2 separate regions of the Pan troglodytes genome follow, and region 2 is linked to region 1. Evidence: chromatin contacts called from public Hi-C data. All regions are on one chromosome and are shown on one strand. The core of a region is the stretch at or near the end of the contact, and the rest is flanking DNA. Distances in the headings are between cores, read along the strand shown. Region 1 overlaps LOC134810493 (a long non-coding RNA gene). Region 2 holds the start of PLXNA4 (plexin A4).

Region 1 (4,646 bases), core at 2,083-4,582:
TATGCTGGTGCTATAGCAGGCATCTCCTCAGAGCCTAGCATCTGCAGGCAGGATTGAGTGTCCTGGGATGGGTCATCTCAGGGTCCTTGGAGCAGGGACACAGAGGTCCTCACCCAGCATCTTCTGAATCACTGTGAGGCTGTAGGCCAAGTCTCTTTCCCAGCACAGCCACACCCTGCTGGAAATGAGAGGCAGCAGAGGAAGCTGATTAAGTGAAGTTAGGGAGCTTGGGAGCTTAGGAGCAAGGAGGAGGGGCCGACAGCAGATCAAACCTTGAAGGCAGATGCCCCAGGGAGGGAGCGGGGAAAGAGCAGGCCTCCTCCACACCACCTGGCTAATCCAGAGTCACCCAATCTGGGTAATATAGATGAGTTCTGATGATGAGATCCCCACATAACCAGATGGAGAAGCCCAGCCCCACAGCCTGGGGTTGCAACTTGCATGGCTACAAAGGCAAAAGGTTTCCCTGAAGATTTTCTCTCAGCCCGTACAGATCTGGGTCTGGCTTCAGAGTTGAAGGCAAAGATTGAGGGGTCTCTAATAGTGGGGTCCTGAGGTCCCCTGTCTCTGTGGGAAAAACATGGAGGACTTGCTAAACTTTGATCCCAGACTGTGGACTGATTATGGGCTACAATGGGAATGGACCGAATTAACCAGCCGAAGGGGTCAGTATCTGACCTGTGGCTGACAAGGTCCCCAGATGCCTCACCAGGAACAGCCAGCCTTCACCTTCCTGGAAATTCTCCCATGCTTTCTAATCACAACTTAGCTGCTCAGTGTCTCGGTTCCTCCCGGGAGTATTATCTGTCATTTCAGCATGCCAGCACCCTGTCAAACCCATCTATTCATACAAATGTGCTAATAGGAGAGCCTTCTCTTTCTTCCAGAAGCTTCTGTCATGGGCAGAGGAGGACAGAAAAAAAGGACAGGAGGGGAAAATGGGAGAGGAGCAGCCTGCAGCATTAGGGACCCACATTACAGTGATTGAGAGGAGAGAACAGAGGGAATCATGGCAGACCCATGGGGGTGGTGTTTACGACAGATGGGGTCTTGCAAGGGAACACTCTGCTCATCAATGCAGAGGCAGATAGCTAACATATCTGCAAGAGGACCAGCTCCTGGGAGCCATCCTGTGAGGTACTATGAAATCCCTGAATGTCATTTCACATGTCTGTATATTTGAGTCTGCATGTGGGGTGATGGAGGTGGAAAAAAGTTTACACTACCCACCACAAAGAATTCCTATCCAAGATGTGCCCATGGAAGTTACCAGAGACTCTCACCATCCCTCCTGGCCTGCCCCACCCTCTCCCTCCTGGGTGATTACCCCACTCTCCCTTCTCCCATTCCCCAGTCAAAATTCCAAGATCTAGGGCCTCCAACTCCATTTCCACCCATAGCTCTCCTTAGGGACTACCTTCCAGGGGCCCTGTTAGAGTGAGCTCATGTAAACAGTAAATGGAGTCACTCAGCAGCAGCTGGCAAGTGTTTTCAATGAGTTGGAAAATCAGGTTGAAGGTATCGTGAAATATGGTGCTTACAGAGAGGCCCAGACGCATGGGCTAAGTACTTTGTGATTAGGCCTGCCTTACCCATTCCTCCCTCCAGCCCCATCTCTTCACCCTCCTTCTTTCCTTCTCCAGAGTTTTTAAAGTTAAAATGTGCCTGCGTATTTTATTAATATCTTGTAAGAGAAGCTTCTTCAAGCAAACGGTTCTTTGCCTTAGGGGTCAATGTGGTCTTTTTTGTACATGTGTATAGCAGGATATGTTGGGCTTGTAAATGTGTGTGAGTTTCTGAGTGTAGGTGCCGAATAAATGTTTATTGATGATGCCTACCTATGCAATCTGCATGGTGCTTGTATTTCTATTGCTTGTGCATTTGCACATTATAAACACACACACACACACACACACACACACACACAGAGGCTTGCTTCCAGAGCCATACATGCTCTATTTTCAGTTTCTGAGTGTCCTAAGAGGTTATATCCTGTCTAGATGGATGGACTGAGAGCACACTTGGATTTCTACCAAGATATATTCTCCTAATTCACCAGAACCCCCCGCTTCCCGCCCATCCCCTACACAGAGCATCTCACGCCATGCAGTGCAGGGAAGCACATTCCTCAAAGCTCAGCTGCCCACCTCTGAGCAGGTGCAAATCCACCCACTGCATCCTCCCATCCACCTTTCTCCCCTCTGACTTCCGCTCTCCTCCTAAATGGTCTCTTTCCCCCCTGCCTCCTCCTCCTTCGTTTCCCTTCTCCAGAGAGGCAGAGGTTAGGTGTGCTTGACCAGGATTCACCAAGTGCAGACATCAAAACAGCAAAGGGATGTGGACACCATCTCCAGCCTCTCGTTTCATGGACTGGCTAAGGTTCAGGAATGCTGAAGGATTTCTCCCATGTGCCCAAGGTAGGTCACAGAAGAGCCTGCTCCAGAGCGTGTGTTTTCCCAGCCTTTCCCACAACCTGGCCCCCGGTGGAGGAAGCGGTTCCCCTCCACCGACCCCTGCCTCCCACATCAGAGGTGCTGCACCCAATGAGTGCGGCCAACCAAGACCACCAGGGGATGAAATGAGTCACATCGACTGTCTCTAGGATGGAAACTTGGTAGGGATTCTGTTTCCTGTGAGCAGGAAGAACGCGAGATGAGACACAGGAGGACCGATCCTGCTGCTCTCAGGCCTCTCATATGACTTCACAGAGGACAACTTTGGCCCCTCCCCACCCAGCTCTGGCAGGTGCATGTCAGTGGACTCTGTCCAACAGGCAGAGTCCATGGAAAGGAAGGACAAGATGATGTAAGCATGAGATCCCAGATGCTGGCCCTGGGAGGGGTTTTAGGGACCATCTCCTCATTCAGTGTCTTTGCATTACACAGAAACTGGGCACATAGAGGCTCCAGGACTGGCCAAGGCCACCGGGACCGGTCCCAGGCTTTGCACTCCCAGGGTGCTGTCCCATTTACAAACCCTCGCCGTCCATTCCTTTTTGGAGTGAGTCCTGGTGGCACTCCTATAGGAACAGCGTGTGGGGAGGCCTAGGTGTGGCCTGGCCCCAGATGAGGACACCATCCAAGTGACCCGGCCACTGCATCCCTGCTCTTTGTGCCACACCCCAAGTCCCTTTGCTTCCCGGAGATGGAGCGGATGACAGAGGCGCACGGAGGAAGCGGGCCTGGGGACACACGGTGTGCCGAGCTCTTTCGTCCACCTGGGTCGCCCTCCACAAAGCTACTGCTCCGGGGTTCCCGCGCCGGTCCCCAGGCAGCCAGGAGTCGACGCGGTCGACGAGGAAGGGGCTGCGGCCGCGCCGTTCCTTCTCCAATGACAGGCGCGCCCTCTGCTGCTAGAACTAGGAAGCGCGCGCCTGGCCCGGCTCAGAGCCCGAGCTTGGAACCCGCAACCACCCGCACCCTCCAGAGAAACCGGCATAGAAAAGCCTGCCGCCGCGAAAGCAACCAGAGGCCCTCCCCCTTCCGGGGTGCTCTGAGGACTCAGACAGGAGGGAATAGAACCTGGGAGGAGAAGGAAGAGGAGCTACCTGAACTCTGTGAGGAAAGGGAGGGGATCCTTGCATTTGGGATTTAGGACAAAATCCTTGCATTTGGGATTTAGGCTCCTTCCCCATCCTTTGTCCTCTCCACGAAGCTCCTCTCACCCCAACCACCAAACTGTGCCCATGAAGTGAATGGCCCAATAAGGAGCCTGTGGGAGCCACAGTGTCTGGAGATTTTACTCGGCCATCTCTTGAGCCCTGGGAAAAGTTTTAAAATGTTCACTTTGGCAACTTCGAGCCTGGTTCAAAGCATGGTGTCTCTGCAGGAAGAGTACAGGACTGGGAATGAGGCCTCCTGGAATCTGGTTCCATTTCAACCACTCTTTTCCCCTGTGCTAAGTCCCGTGTCCTCTCTGTGGCTCAGTTTCCTGACCTATTTATTACATGGGCCTCTCATGTCCTGGAAAATTCACTGAGGTACCAGGTATGCTACAGCATTAGCAAGCCGTGGTGCCACTGCCCTGCTCTGGCTGTGTTGTCTTTCCCTGGAAATGGGCAGTGGTAAGAGGAGGGTGGAGACAGAGCCTCCGGCCATCTCCCCTGCTCCTCGCCCCTGCTGGGACTCCCACTGCGCAGTGTTTCCCTCTTACCTCTGGATAATCCCACAGACTCCTTCCTCCAGGCAAGGCATCCCCAAGGATGTGCAAATAAAAATGCTGTTGGTGGTGGAGGCAACATATTCAGTGAAAATCCACCAAGGTTACTGGCTGAGGCTGGAGCAGGATGGGGGTGAGGGGAATACTGCTCGAGGAAGGCAGGAGGGACCAGGGAAGAGGTCCTTGGACAGCACCAGCCGGAGGGTCCTAGCATGGGGCCGTGGAGGCAGCAGGGAAAGGAAGCTTCTCTCTGATTTTAGAATGTCCGTGGAGACAGCCTTGAGTTGCTTTCCTTGTCAGATCACAAGCATAGGCTTTGGGAAGAACTGGTGAACAAACTATAAGGTGGCATTCTCCTTGTGCCTAGGACAGCTACTGACCCCCTCAGCCTCACTGACCTCATCCAGAAACTGCAGATGTAAAACCTACCCCAATGCAAGTAAATTCCTTCACCCAGTAAGCAGCATAGTAGTGCACAAAATTATTGT
Region 2 (5,121 bases), core at 2,359-4,858, 630 kb before region 1:
CTGCTGAGCTGTGGGATACTGATGATATTCCTGCTGTCCTGCAGGTGGCGCCACAATTTAGGTTTTTAAGCTACTGACTGCCTGCCTGTGGTTTTTCTATCCAGTGCAAGGTACAAGACCCAGCCATGGGGGCAGCTCTTGGGGGAAAGAAAATGTCTCTCTAGCACCACCAGGCTCTGGTGATTTATTTAACGAGCAAATCTGGCTTTTATCAACTTAAATAGCAGCACTGTTCCTAGGCTAATAAAATGGTGGTAGCTAAGTGAAGGGAAACTTAAGGGTTTCTTCTCCTCTTTCCTATTAAACTGGTCCTTTTATTCAGCCATGGGAGATGAACCAATACTTTTTCTGTCTAAACCCAGCAATAAACCCCAACCCAAGTCCCACAGACATAGCTTCTTTAGAAAACAGGACTCTCTGAAGCAATGTGCCATTTAGCTTCTCCCTCTTGTGGCCATGGGTCCAGACAATGACATAACCAGCTTCACGACCAGGCAAGAGGTAGAGGGAGTGACTCACAGAGCCATTGTCAGTAGGGGACACCTAGATGGTCCTACTTGTGTCTCCCTTAGCCCTCACCAAGGGAGAGGGGGTAGAGGAGGTGTGAGAGCCAGAAGATCTTGTACCTAATGCAGAAACACATTTTGAACTGTGGTAAGATGCTGCTTTTGCCTGTGTATTTATTCATGGGGTGGGGACAAGATAGCAGAAGGCCTACCCTCATTGTAGCATTCTATTTGAAAAAAATAAAAAGATACGTTCGTCTGGAAAGCGACTCTAATTCCCTACATGTGTTTTGTACCTACCTTAGAGTTTCAAAGCACATTAATAAGATGGTATGTCCTTTGAATGTCATTGCAACTCTAAGGGGCGAATGTGTCAGGTGAGAGATGAGGTATCATTGAGAGGACGTGACCCGCTCCAAATTATAAAGCTGGCCAATGACAGAGCCAGGAGTAGGACACGTGTTTTCTAACTTCCAATGTAGAGGCCCTACTCATCCCACCCCATTCCATTCTCCTAACTTAAGGGAGTCAATCCAATGGGTCATCACTGAAAAAAAAAATCCTCTACTGCAGCTAATTTGACCCTTTCTACTCCTCCTTCCGATAATATGATAACTGCCCCCTTTGGTATGCCTTTTACTGTGTTATTCAGTGGAAGGCAAGCAGGGAAAAGGCAATTTGAGATACGGCCCCTGGCCCCATTAACAACGGGAGAGCTGGCTGGGCCCCTCACCTGCCCATGGCTGGTCCAGCTTTTTGCTGTGTGTCTTTCCTGTCATTTGGCTCTGTTATTACTCTTCAGGCACCACATGGCATTCATTTCTCTGAATGAAAATAAATGACACCACACACTAGGCAGGAGATAAAGAATAATAAACACATTTTATTTGCCACCTCTGAAAAAAAAAAAAAAAAAAAGGTCTTTGACTTCCCGTCCATCCATCAGGAAATGGGCCTGGAACTCAAGCCATATTCACACACACACACGCACACACACGCACACACACACACACACACACACACAACCGATATGAGGAGGAAAAAGACAATCAGATTGTATTAAAAATACATGCTAGAATGACTGAGAATTGAGACAGAGTTGTTTTCTCACCTTCCCCCCTTCCTTTCAGCATTTTATGGCATACCCTGAAAGCCGAGTGGCCAACAGAAGTTCGAAAGCAGTCTCCCCCCCGCCTTTAATTGAACGATATTCCTTAAGTAACCCATTAGGGACTTTCATGGGGCTATCCGGGCTGTCACTTCTGGAAATGGGCCGTGATGGACCCATGCAGCAATTTTAAAAGGGACACCTAGAAGCAGTGTCAGGGTCAGGTGATGCAAACCTTACATGGACCTTGGGGTGACGGGGCCCCCTTGGATTTTGTATCCTCAGTGCCCGGCTGGCCTTGTGCTAATCCCAGTCTTGCAGAGAGAGGCATTTGGCCCTGGGCTTCCTCCACCCTGGAAGGATGTTCAAGAGGCAGTAGCATTGAGTGATTTTGTTATGTGTGTCTCTGGACTTCTGAAACTAACCTGATATTGTGTGCTTTATCTAGAGTCTGGGATTCAGGGTTTCTGGGAAGAGTGGAGTCAGATCAATGTATTCACGTAAGCTTAATAAGATAACTCCTTGCTGCTTTCTGGGCCATGCAAGACTCAGCAGAGAACCAGAGACTAAAAGGGCTCCACGCTGTCTCCTGGAATATCCTTTAACCAAAGAATCAAACATCTGGTTTCCTCCTCATTCTGGCTTGGTTCATCTTCTCATTGGTGACAGCAAAGTTTCAGCAGGGTCCTCTCTGGGTGGGCCAAGCCTGACCTACATGTGCTGCTCACCTTGGGGCTTGTTTAAGCTGTCATCTCACAGCTCCTTTCAAAGGCTCCCCAATTCACACAACTTTGATTTCTGTGAGAATATAACCCCTATAGGGAGGTATAGGAATTTAAGCCATTATCAGTCATGTCCACCTAATAAGGAGGCTCTGAGATGTTTCGATGGGAGGGACAGTAATGGGCGGGAGTTGCTGGGTGTGAGGACAGTGAAAACTAAAGAAGGGACAGGAGAGAGGAGGCCAAGAGCCTTGGGCTCCTTTAGAGGGTCGTCCTTGATGGTGGCCTATCCCAGGGAATGCTTACTGGACTCTGCTGAAGGTGCCACTTCCCTCAGACTATGGTGGGAGCGGGGATGAGGATGAGGGAGGCATGCACAGAGTTAACAGGTGTGGGAATCCCTTCGGTTTCTCTTGGTGGGTGGGCCCATTCCTAGGGGGATCTAGGCAGAGGTTTGGGAGGTAGTTAGTGCCACCCACTCCCCATCTTCACTGCCTAAGCCAGAGCCACACGGTGATTTCTTTCTTTGGGCTTCAGAAACCACCCTGATGTTGGCATGGTCTGTTCTGGATGTAGTCTAGGATCTAGGGTTTCAGAGAAGAGAGGAGCCAGGAGAGCCGCTCAGTATAAACATGAATGGAAAAGTCAGGTTACCAAGCCAGCTCTGGGGCACTGGCCACTCATGTTCTCTCGTGCGGGCCTTGTGCCCTCAGTGTCCTCGGCCTCCTTGGGTGCCATGTAGGGGTGACTTGGTGGGGTGTTGGGAGGGGTTCTGACTAGGAATGGGTGTATGCCTCAGAGTCAGTGTGTGCTTGTGTCAGCTCTGAGCACCTGAGGGTCCCTCCGACGGCCAGCGCCCAGAGCTGCACCTTCCGAGGCGGCTGAGCGCCTCCCTCTGAGCGCGCGCCGTGCGCCCCGGTCACCCATGTATGCCCCTCTCTCCGCCCCACATCGCCACCGCCAGGGTAGCTCCGTGCGGGCCGAGGGGACCCAGGGGGGTGTCGGCAAACGTTGGTGCGGAGGAGAGCCGGCAAGCCGGGCGGCGGCGGGTGGGAGCATGTAGGGAGGCGCCCCCTGCCCCCTCTGCCGGCCGCTCTCCCTCGGTCTAGATGTCAGCCGCGAGCTCCGAGCCAGCGAGAGCGAGCCAGAGAGGGAGCGGCGGCGGGCGGCGGGCGGCAGGGAAGAGAGGAGGCGAGGCGAGGGAGGGAGGAAGGGAAGCAGGGAGGGCGGGAGGGAGGAGAGGAGGACCCAGAGAGCGCCAGGCAGCTGGAGTTTTTGCAGCGCTTGGCCGGGCTTCAATGCACAGCAGCAGCGAGCCGCGGCGGCAGCAGGCAGCCCGGGAGCTCCGGCGGCGGCCGAGCCAGCGGCGGCCCCGCTCCCTGCCCCCTGCAAACTTTGCGAGCAGCCCGCCCGGGGGGCCGGGGGCGCGCCCGGGAGGCCCGGCTCGGCCCGCGGCCGAGCTCTCCGCCGCCGCAGCGCCAGCCGCCGCCGCCACCACCGCCGCAGCCCCGCGCCTCCCCGGGGAGCAGCCGGCGGCTCCCGCGGCCCCCCAGCCCCGGCCCCAGGGCACTGCCCGGCGAGTGTCTCGGCAAGGGTGGGGGCTGCCGCGGCGCGGCCGGCCGCGGGCTGCCGGGGGGCGGCCGCCACTACCCAGAGAGGCGCGCAGAGGTGCCGAGAGCGCTCCCCGGCGGGTCCCCCGCGCACTCGCCGCGCCCGGGCAGCGGCCCGACCGGGCGAGCATGGGCGGCGCGGAGTGACGCCGCTGTGCCCGCTTGGCATCAAGGACATTCAGCCCGCGGGGGTGGGGACGAAGGGGGGCAGCCCCGCGTCGCCACCGCAGCCCCCGAGAGCCGCCGCCGCTGCTCGGGCTCCGGGGCTGGGTGGAGGAAAAGGGTGTTCGGAATCGATCCCCATTTTCCGACCTTTTTGTTGGACATTACGCCCACCTTGGACGCCGCAAGAGGAGCTGTCAAGCCCCGCAGGCTCTGATTCGGCGCCCTCCGCGTTCCTCGGCTGCTCCCGGCTTCCCTGTGCCTCGGTGGAGTATTTGCGTTCGGGGCTGGGGCTGGAGGAGGCAGCCACACGCGCGCACACGCACACGTTCAGAGGAGGGCGAGAGGCAGCGGCATAGGCTCCATCTGCAGTGTCAATGCGGCGCTCCCGCTGAAGGAGGGAAACGCGGCGCGTCCAGGTAAGGAGCCGGCCCGCCGGGGAGTGGGGCCGGGCGGGCGGCGAGGGCAGCGAGGTCGGACAGACCTGGGCCGACCCGGGAGTCCTCAGTGTCCCGGAGCCAGCCCGCGGCACACGCACACACACACACGCAGGCACACACACAGATCCACACCGGCACACACGGCGCTCGCGCACCTGCCCACGTCCCACCTGGACGCCCGCGGAGGTGCAGCGGCCGGAGCAGGGATTTCCCGGGTGTGTTCTCCTCTCACGCTCCCGGACTCAGACTTCTCTTTCCCGGGACTTTCGGGGTGGGATTCTGTGTATTCCCGGCTCTGCCTCTCACCGGGGAGGTTGAGGGAGCAATTTTTCAGCTCCCAGCCCCTTTCGTCCCTAGCTGGGCTTTAAAACGGGAGAAGTCCTGAGAGGTTTCCGGAGACCCACCCAGTGTCATCGCGGCCCCGTGGCCTTTGGACACCCTGGAATTTCAACGGGAGACAGACCCACAGATATTCGGACGCATATGTGGAGAGAGTGGTGGCCCAGCGCCCGGGGAGGAGGCCAGATAGGCAGCTGGGGCTGCAGTTCTGTAGGGCGGCGCATATGAAACAGA

What was found. Hi-C and Micro-C count contacts between places; a contact is called where the count stands out from the background.
Region 2: a contact with region 1 is called in a Hi-C map of stem cell-derived neural progenitor cells, with 6 times the contacts expected there. The contact joins the promoter of PLXNA4 here to the enhancer-like site in region 1. A contact is called at or near these places in 1 of 7 Hi-C or Micro-C datasets (stem cell-derived neural progenitor cells) and 1 of 1 datasets of contacts at active chromatin or transcription factors (stem cell-derived excitatory neurons).

Annotation. Positions count from the first base shown.
Region 1 is chr6:147,318,402-147,323,047 of NHGRI_mPanTro3-v2.0_pri, reverse strand. It overlaps LOC134810493 (a long non-coding RNA gene), which reads right to left. Exons shown (of 6, transcript XR_010158737.1): 6 at 1-178. Among named protein-coding and RNA genes, the nearest start is that of PODXL, 400 kb to the right of the region's middle. Within about 2 kb of position 3,332, at least 6 of the 24 cell types and tissues checked have an H3K27ac peak or open chromatin away from gene starts, as enhancers often do. A contact at or near this core is called in stem cell-derived neural progenitor cells, where this site is marked.
Region 2 is chr6:147,949,796-147,954,916 of NHGRI_mPanTro3-v2.0_pri, reverse strand. PLXNA4 (plexin A4) reads left to right here and starts at 3,608. Exons shown (of 33, transcript XM_024358047.3): 1 at 3,608-4,527.